2 separate regions of the Mus musculus genome follow, and region 2 is linked to region 1. Evidence: chromatin contacts called from public HiChIP or PLAC-seq data. All regions are on one chromosome and are shown on one strand. Each heading gives the region's core, a stretch centred on a gene start, on an enhancer-like site or on the middle of the called end of the contact. The rest is flanking DNA. Distances are from core to core; before and after follow the strand shown. Region 1 has its middle 25 kb from the start of Gm32073. Region 2 holds the start of 4930529L06Rik (RIKEN cDNA 4930529L06 gene).

Evidence for each region. HiChIP or PLAC-seq counts read pairs in DNA pulled down with a chosen protein or histone mark.
Region 2: a CTCF HiChIP or PLAC-seq map of CD8 T cells shows a contact between it and region 1, with 41 read pairs. The contact joins the promoter of 4930529L06Rik here to the enhancer-like site in region 1. A contact is called at or near these places in 2 of 15 datasets of contacts at CTCF or cohesin (CD8 T cells and large pre-B cells), 4 of 484 Hi-C or Micro-C datasets (LSK cells, Th1 cells, cortical neurons and 1 more) and 6 of 115 datasets of contacts at active chromatin or transcription factors (CD8 T cells, Th2 cells, bone marrow-derived macrophages and 2 more).

What each region holds. Positions count from the first base shown.
Region 1 is chr16:84,581,179-84,585,836 of GRCm38.p6, reverse strand. No RefSeq gene overlaps it. Among named protein-coding and RNA genes, the nearest start is that of Gm32073, 25 kb to the right of the region's middle. Within about 2 kb of position 2,281, at least 134 of the 459 cell types and tissues checked have an H3K27ac peak or open chromatin away from gene starts, as enhancers often do. A contact at or near this core is called in CD8 T cells, LSK cells, Th1 cells and 3 more, where this site is marked.
Region 2 is chr16:84,678,136-84,682,871 of GRCm38.p6, reverse strand. 4930529L06Rik (RIKEN cDNA 4930529L06 gene) reads right to left here and starts at 3,083. Exons shown (of 3, transcript NR_040537.1): 1 at 3,001-3,083; 2 at 1,159-1,274.

The DNA of each region.
Region 1 (4,658 bases), core at 1,032-3,531:
TGGGGGGAGAGGCTGTGTGTCGGGGCCCCTGGAGGAGGGGGGTTTAATCAGATTGTAAAGTCGATAAATAAATTGATTAATGGAGAAACATCATTTGAGAGGAGGGGCAAATATCCAAATATTTTTTTTAAAGATTCATTTATTTTATTTATATGAGTACACTGTAGCTTTCTTCAGACACACCAGAAGAAGGCATCAGATCCCATTACAGATGGTTGTGAACCACCATGTGGTTGCTGGGAATTGAATTCAGGACCTCTGGAAGAGCAGTCGGTGCTCTTCACCACTGAGCCATCTCTCCAGCTCCCCGAACATCCAAATTTGTTGTCTGTCTCCTAGACTGCTTTGTTCCCTCACTGAAGTCATCTAGGAAGAGGCAGCATTTTCTTTTCAAATTACCCACACCTGATCTCTCTTCTGAAGTCCTTTAGCCAAGCAGATGATTTTTCTATTCTCCAGGGAAAATCCCTGCCCTTTTGCTTCTTGAATGTTTCCCCTCTCAGATTCATTTTTGCCCCTTTATGCTAGAAAACCCATAAACCAGAGACATAAAGAAAGTTTTGGTTTTCCACCCCACCCCGTGATACCCACATCCACAGGAAATAACTCAGAATGGACTAATTGGCTGCCGTGGCTGCACGGATGGCAAAGAGGAACTGGGAAACTCAGGGAAAAGCATCCACGCACATCTGAGTAACCTGCGGCAATGTTCATGCACTGCATTGCCTTACAACTTGGCAGAGTTTAAAAACAAATGTTTCTGCTCATTTCGGTCTGGACGCTCTCCTCCAGGAGAGTTCCTGGTTCAGTTTCATTCGGGTACCTTCTTCATTCTCATTGAGGAAAAAAAAATCCTCTATATACATTCTTTGAGCTCAACTGATGAAAATTCAGATTCCTTGAGAGAAACGTCAGTGTCGTCGTAATTCTGAAATCTCAGCATCTGAAGCATCTGAAGATGCTCACGTGGGCCTTGCAGCTCAGTTTTTTTACAAAAGAAATAGCCTCAATTTAGGTTTTTCATCCCTTGGAAGAGTACAGAAAATTCAATATTGATTCTTGCCCCGGGGTTTCTTGGTCACTCACCGAGGACATAAAAATCATTTTCAGGAGAAGTAGTGTAACACAGGCTATCTATCTTTACTTAAAATCTTATTTGATAGAAAATGTAACAGGCTTAGAAGATTTCCACTTTTAGTTAGTGCTTTCATGGGATAAAACTCTGATCCGTGCTGTGTAAAGTGAACCATATAGGAGGGCAAGTTCTGTTTGGCAGCAGATTTTCTAATCTAAACAATATTATATAGGTTTGCAGTTGCTTTGGTCCCCTGGGGAGCTTCACTACTGGATACTCTCTCCACACCGGGGTTAAGATTAGCATCCTGTAGAGATGCTGAGGATACATTCTAGCATCAACATTTTCAGTGACTCAACAGAATAGCTCCGGTTACATTCAGAATGTGAGTGAGCGGTGCTGTTTTTCTAAGTGTCCACAGATGTATTTGACACTGTTCTTTGGATGCAAAGCCTTTGAGGCACATGGAGGACTTCATAATTAAGAAAGACCTGCTAAAGAGGCTTGTGATAGAAGCACACGGGTATGAAGCACGTAAACAGGACTTCTTGATGGCCCCAGTGGCAGCTGAGACATTGTTTTTTTTTTTTTTTTTAAACAAAACAAAAACATTTTCAGAGTATACTGGAGCAGTTGATGTCTCTCAGCCATCTGGATCTCTGTGGGTAGTCACTGCATCGACACCATGTGACAAAGTGTCAGGGACAGGAAGCTGTGGTTTACTTCATTGTTTTCTGGTAAGAAAGTCTCAGAAGTCAGTAACTGCTTGAAAGTGTCTTTAAGTTGGAGATCCCACACAGACTATAATGAGAGGATCCAGGTATAAACGTGCCTGTGTGTGCGTGCGTGTGTGCTGTGTGCGTGCATGCGTGTGTGTGCGTGTATGCGTGTGTGTGTGTGTGTGTGTGTGTGTGTGTGCGCGCGCGTGTGCGTGTGCGTGTGCGTGTGCGTGTGTGTGTGTGTGTGTGGTGTGAGCGCGCACACACACCACACACAGAGTCTAGGAAGCATCCCAGGAATATCTGTAGGCCTACTTTTGTTTTTAGGGTTGATGAATCACAAAGTAGAACTAAGACTGTGAGCAATAAGAGTATTTCAAGCAGATGGAGATTTCGAAAGGTTAGGGTTTTTTTGTCTTTCCGTTTCCTTGCTGAATCAGACACATGACGTATTCAGTGAGGGAGATCACATGACCACAAGCCTCTGCCTGTGTCCGATCTGAGTGCTGCAGTTGGTTAGTCACTGAGGATTTCACAGCTCGAGTCCGAGGTGTCTAGGCTTTCAGAAACTCTAGAAAATTCCAGGGAAACAGAATTCTAACCTGTTTACTCTAGAGCGCCTCTCACAGGTGTCAGTTTGAATGACTGTATGGTAACCAAAATCATTGCTACATTTGAGCTAGAACTCTGTGACTGCAGGCCATCCCACAGACTAGTATTTAAAGTCAGAAGGACATAGTTCAAAGTGTGGTCACCAGCGTAAATTTGGACCTTGACACTGTCTGAATGTGGGTATCAATTTCCTAGGCCAACATAACTCTTTCTTCAAATTATTATTTTAAAAATTAATTGAGGAGCTAAATATAAAATTACTTGATGTAGATTTAAGATTCCATCAAGGTCATACTTCTAGTATCCCCACACATAATAAAACCTTTGGAGGCTAAAGAATCCTACATGAAATGAAGTGGTATGTATATTCATCTCAATTATGTAGTCCTCATATACTGGAAGTTATCTGTCAACTACTCATCCAATCTATTGTTTAGGAATTAACAACAAAATTTCTCTACATATTCAGTGGAAGTGTAATTAAGAAATGTCTTTGGGCTAAAAAGATGGCTTAGCAGTTGAAAGGACTGCTTTCTTACAGAGGACCTAGGCTCTATTCTCAGCACCCACAGGGCAGCTCACACTTATTTATAATTCCACTTCCAGAGGATCCCATGTCCTCTTCTGACCTACATGGGCAGCAGACATGCCAGTAGTTCACAGACATACATGCAGGCAAAATACCAATACATGTGAAATGAAATAATTATATATAATACAATATAATTAAAGTTTATAAAAATGTTTAATCTTTGGTTGACTATGTAGACAGAATCCTAGATATATTTAGAAAGTCCATTTTTCTACTACTTCAAAACCAACATAGAGATAAATTTGGGTTCATATTAATTTTTCCAGGTGTGTGTGCATGTTTGTGTGTGTGTATATGTGGGCGTGTTGTTGTGTGTGTTTGTGTGTATATGTGTGTTAGTGTGTGTATGTATGTGTTGTGTATGTTTATGTGTGTGTTTGTGTGTGTGTGTGTTTTTTCTTTTTCCAGTTTCTGAGATGCTCTGTAGAAATACAGAAGCTGTATTTGGCTGGGACCAGCAGCAGCCTAGCCTAATATTTGCCCCACCTGATTGTTGTTACCTGGTGTTTCTAGCAATGTTTTCTAGTTTTTGGCACTTCTTTTCTTCACATAGGAGGGATAGTTGATAACATTAGTATTTGGTTTTGATAGCCTTGGTCCAGTCATAAACTTTGAAATTTAGACATGATGTTGTCACTTACATACCAGTCACCCATTTAGTCCTGTATTCATGCCCATTTATCCATACAGGCAGATCAACTTTATCAATAGTTTTTCTTTTAAAAATAACTTTTTAAAGTTTTTAAGTTATTTTATTGTAAGTAGATCATTTCCTCCCTCTCTCTCCTCTAAGCTGACTCATATATCTCCTCTTCCTTACTCTCTTTCTAATTCATGGCCCTTAAAAAAAATTTATGGATTCTTTGTGAGTTTCACATCATGTACTCCAGTCCCCCTCATCTCTCCATCCCCTCATATGCACCTGTTGCCTTTACAACCTCTCTCATAAAATAACACACACAGACACACACACAGACACCCACACACACAGACACACACACACACACACACACACACAGACACACAGACACACAGACAGACAGACAGGCACACACACACACACACACACACACACACACACACACACACAGCATAGAAAACATCTCATTGTGGAAAGTGTAGTGTGTCCCACAGTGTATCCCTCTGTCCACACATCTTCACTTGCTCATGTTCCTTGCAATGAGTCATCGGTCTGGTTCAAGATCTCTGGCTTCCATGACACAATCAAAGTTGTATCCTTACAGGGACTCAATTATCTGCTTATCTTGTTGTTGCCCTGTGTGGAACAGCAGGATCCAAAGAGCAAGTGGCCTTTTCACTTGTCCCAACCATTTGCAGATGATACAGATTTTGGGGTGGGCCAACTCCGAACCCTGAATCTGGGCCTGGGTGATAGCTAAGGTGGTCAGCGCTGGCTCTCTCAGCACCACCAGGGTTGGTTCTCAAGCACTGCTTGTACTGGGTGGCCCAGTGCTGCCACCAGCAGGAGGCAGGGTCAGCTCTCCTGTTCTCATGCCTTCAGGCCACTTTACCTGCACCCTATCCTTCAGAGCTAGCTCCATTGTGCTGTGCAGTCGAGATGCAGAGACCCCCCTTTCCCAAGGAGCCTGGCCACTCTCTTCTCTCCCATCTTCAGGTCTGGATCACCTGTGCTTCACCA
Region 2 (4,736 bases), core at 1,834-4,333, 96 kb before region 1:
CCCTGGTACATTAAGTCTCTTCGAGGCTAGTCCCATCCTCTTACACTGAGATCAGACAAATAAAATCTCTATTTTAAAACAAACACTTTATTGTTGTGTGATTGTGAATGTATCATGTGTGGATGTACAGATGTCATGGTAATGTGGAAGTCAGAGAGCTTTCAGAAATACATTCTCTCTCTCTCAATGTGCGACCTAGGGATCAGATTCAGGCCAGCAAGCTTGCCTAGCAAGCATTTCATCAATGGCCATCCCTCCATTTCTATCTTTTTTGACTTGACACACTGCCTATAGAAACAATATGCATATCTTAGTAAGTATTGATTAAAACATAACAGACTTGGTTTTAGTGCTTTGAAATTTGATGTGAAATATAAGAAATGAAACTGTAGAAGGTAGCTCACCCTACCCTGACACAGTGGCAACAATCTACCCAAATTGCTGGTATTTAAAAAGGAATACAAGCAGTGCCCTGAGGGTGGTTTTTTTTTGTGTGTATGTGTTTCACACTGTGTCACAGTAACGAGAAGAATGTTGGTCATATTTCCTGTAATGTCCCAAGACTGAATGTGACATATTTAACTTTAGAGACAGTACAGGCTGAGAATAGGCAGCCAACGTGTTTTCTGTGCTAAGGAATGGGAGGTTGCTTTAGACTCTGAGACACGCTTCAGAGAGCAGTGTGGGTGGGGGAGTTTTCTCACAAAGAATTATCCACTTACAATGTGCTCAGATTTTTTTTTTTTTAAATCGAGACAGTCCCTTGATTTTAATGACACATGGGATTTCACATTGTCTTTGGTCTACTCAAAGTTTCTACCTTGCATCTCTTATGCTTTTAGCCTGAACTGTATCATGCCATAAACTCAAACATTTATGGGATCAATTACAAAATGACTTAAAAATACAGTAGAAAAGTTGCTTTGGTGACAAGCCCTTTTGGTGAGATTTGAAGATTTCATATTTCATGTAGTAGTAGTCACAGGAAGAAAAGATTTCCTACGTGAAGAAACTAGACCCACTATAGAATACTTGCAAATTTTTGGGTGTGTGCATTAAAACTTCTCTATTGGGAAATGAGTAGCTACAGATTAGTGTTTGACATGGACTGAGGCCTAGCCAGATGTCTCAGTGGGTGAAGGCACATGTCACACAAACCTGGTGCTTGAGTTTGGTCCCTGGCATCCCCATCAGTGTGGAAAAAGACAACCATTCTCAGTTGTTCTCTGACTGCCACATGTGTGCTCTGGCTCCCCCTCCATCACCATGAGCTCCTTTAGACATAATAAATAAAAAAAATTAAAGGTAAATTAATTAATTGAAGTGACTTTCCCTTAGGTAGCTTAAAATCCAAGCATAGAAAAGCTACATTCACTTTAGTGAACATTTAGAAGGCAGCACAAGGAACAAGAACCATCAAAGGAATAATTAGTTATAATGCATTGATTCACATCACACAGAAATCAAGCACAGCCTCCTAGACCATAGGATTAAACACATCTTATTTTTGGATCCCTTTCACAGCCTGTTAACATTGAAAACACAGGTTTAGATCATGGTCCTCTCTAAATAATCCTTCAAAATGTATTTAGTATGAAACAAGAGTTGTTAGATACAAATTTAAATTAGAGAGCCGAGTTATTTTAGCTGAGACAGTCAGATATTGTAAGCAATCGCTTTGTACAGACTTTCTTCCTGAAATAATAGACAGAAAAGTGTTTCTGTCATAATGGGCATTATTTCTTCACTTAAAATATTTACTTTACAAAAGGTCATTTGAACTTACTCATAAGTGGAATTTTACAATGTACCATCTCACTAGCAAGCATGAGTCAACATGGATTGTTACAGACTTTGGAGAGTGAGTTGACTCTGTGCAAACCGAAATACACGTGGTCATGAATACACCCTGCTCCCCACTTTAAAAAAAACCCAGAAAACAAAACAAAAGCCGTGTCTAGACACAGTTACTTATTGAGTTTCTGTTTGATGTTTTAATTCCTGGAATGTAGTCCGGACATCGACCATATCTGTTGGACTACCATGAGCCTCCCACACTTCCAGGAACTTTCCTTAAGTTTTCATTTAAGTCTCAGAAAAAAGAAAAGGACAGACGACAAGAAAGACCATTACTCTCATGTTCTAGAGAAAGAGAAATGAGGTATCCGAGGGAGGGAAATGACACCTCTGTGTCACATATTGGAAGAGGCAGCACTGACTTTTTCTGAGGCATGGTTCTGTTTCTGCACTGGTTGCCTACACATGTCTAGGATAACTCCAGCTCTGCCCCCAGCATGGCCAACTTTCAGTTTTGACAAGAGAGGGGATTCCTGGAATGTAGAGCTAACTTAAAACAGTCCTGGGCAAAGTCACACTGGCTGGTCACTTTGAGTGTCTGTGTGTGGTAGTTTCAGAAGCCTCTGTTCCAGATATATCATCTGTACTGGTTAGGCCATTGTTCTTTCCAGGGAGGTGATATGCAGCTCTTCCTCTGGGGACTTGAGCTAGCTACCTAAAAGTCTATTCCAATCTTCAGCACAACTTCAGAACTCTGAGATCAAAATGTTCAAAGCGTGCTTCACCTTCCAAGACTGGTATCAAGCTCAAAGACTTGATATAAGATTTAGGCACACTCTTTGGGTCTAATGCTGGCAGTACCCCAGTCTTTGCCAGGTAAAAAGCTTCCATTATTATAGCCTGTCACTTTTCCATTCAGCCTAACTTTTTTCCTTAATGAGGCCTTTCACATTCTTTTTACCACTCCCCTCCCAAACTTTTTAAAAGGAGAATCATATGTTTCTTGATAGTAGAATATCTGCCTTTAGGAAATTATGAAAGGTAAGACCATGAAGTATAAATGTCTAGCTGGTTTTACTCTGAGCAAAAATATTTAATTTCTTGTTACATGTTTTCTTTAAAATATGGGCAATAATATTCCTTACCTTACAAGGTTATTGAAAGTATTGAATTATTTTATGTAACACACACACACAAGGATACCTGTCTCAATGAAAGTGCTAGGAGCCAGACGTGGTGCAAACCTCTAATCCCAGCACTTTAGGGGCTAAGGAAGGAAGATGACTATTTCAAGGGCAAATTGTGATGGTACAATAACTAAAGATTCTACAGTGGCACACATAGAATGTGGTGGTAACCAATGACTTTCCAATGGGTCTTAAGACCTACTCTACCAGAGGGAAACCATTCCTGGTGCTTCGCTACTCAGGGCTAATGAAGTCATAGATCTTGGAGTAGAGCCTACTACAACTGGCACTTTGCTAAATCAGTATAGTCCCCAACTATTTTCTAAATATTTGTCCTTATACACAAAGATAAGTGCAGCTCTCACCCATTGGCAAGAAAACTTATCTTTGCAACAGATAGAGACCACTACAGAAAACCATAACCAATCAAAATACAAAGTTATGGAGCCTAGTCCTAACTGATACAGCTGCAGTGTAACTCCTCCACCTGAGGCTCAGGGCTCATGGAAGAAGATGGGGTAACGAGGCTGTTAAGAGCCAGGGAAACAGGAATCCAGATATGAGGTGTATCTCTAGGGATGTTAGAAGCTACAGCCATGAACTCTCACCAACATGATTGCCTAAACATGAGTTACATGGAGGCAGTGACAGTAGACATGCTAATATGGATGGTGGAAAGCTCATTTAGGCACAGCCCTATGCAAAGAAATCCAAGCCACTAAGGGATGCTGAGAAGAGGAGAAATAGTTTCCCCAGGGATGAGCACACATTAGCTATCCAATATCAAATGATGAGCCCTGAAAACATACGTATGAGTTAACATTATACAGACCGAGCAGGTTATATTTAAGTATTTAGGAATATGTAGGTATATACATATATGCTTGTAACAACAATTAATGAAAAAAGAAGCCAGGAATTTGTAAGAGAGCAAGGATGGGGTAAATAGGGGGGATTTGAAGGGAAGAAAGAGAAAGGGAGAATGATCTAATTGTATGATAATCTCAAACACTAGAAGAAAATGAAATATAAACAAAAGTAAAACAGGAGGCACTAGCTCTGCCATCCCTGATTGTACACACTGCATTGTTCTCCCACAGGGTACCCAGGGGTGCAGCGGATGATGTGGCTGTGGCTCAAGGATTCTGGCTGAAGATGACGTTGATGTCAAGCTCACGAGTCTTGCTTTCCAGTGGTGCTGGAGGTTTCAGACACTTTCCCTAAGAGGCATGTTGTGTTTGTTCATGTTCTGATCTTGATGCACATGTTTGGCAAGTTCCCATCACTGTGGCAAAGATGCCTGAGGTAAGCAAGTAAAAAGAGAAAAGGAGTATTTTGGCACATGGTTGTAAGGAGCTCAGTCCCTGGTGCTTGGTCCTGATGCTGCAATGTCTCACGCTTGGAAGCTCCTGGCAGACAAAGCCTTTGCCTCATGAAAGCCAGGAAATGAAAAGATGGGGAGGAAAGAGCTGAGTCCTCATTTTTCCATCAAGGACTCCGTCCACTCCCATGACGACCTAATTAACTTATATCCTTTGGGCCCTACATCCTTAGAGGTCCCACTTTACGCCAGTAGTGCCAGAGGTTGCATGACTTTAGGTTACAGCCCATCATCTTGGGAAAGTCATGGTGAAACAAATGCATGCCTCCTTTTGCCTTGCTTTAAAATAAAATACACTCTAGGACTCTATCCCAGGAAAAATGGCGCCAACAACTTTTATGCTGGGTTCACACACATCAATTAACATAATG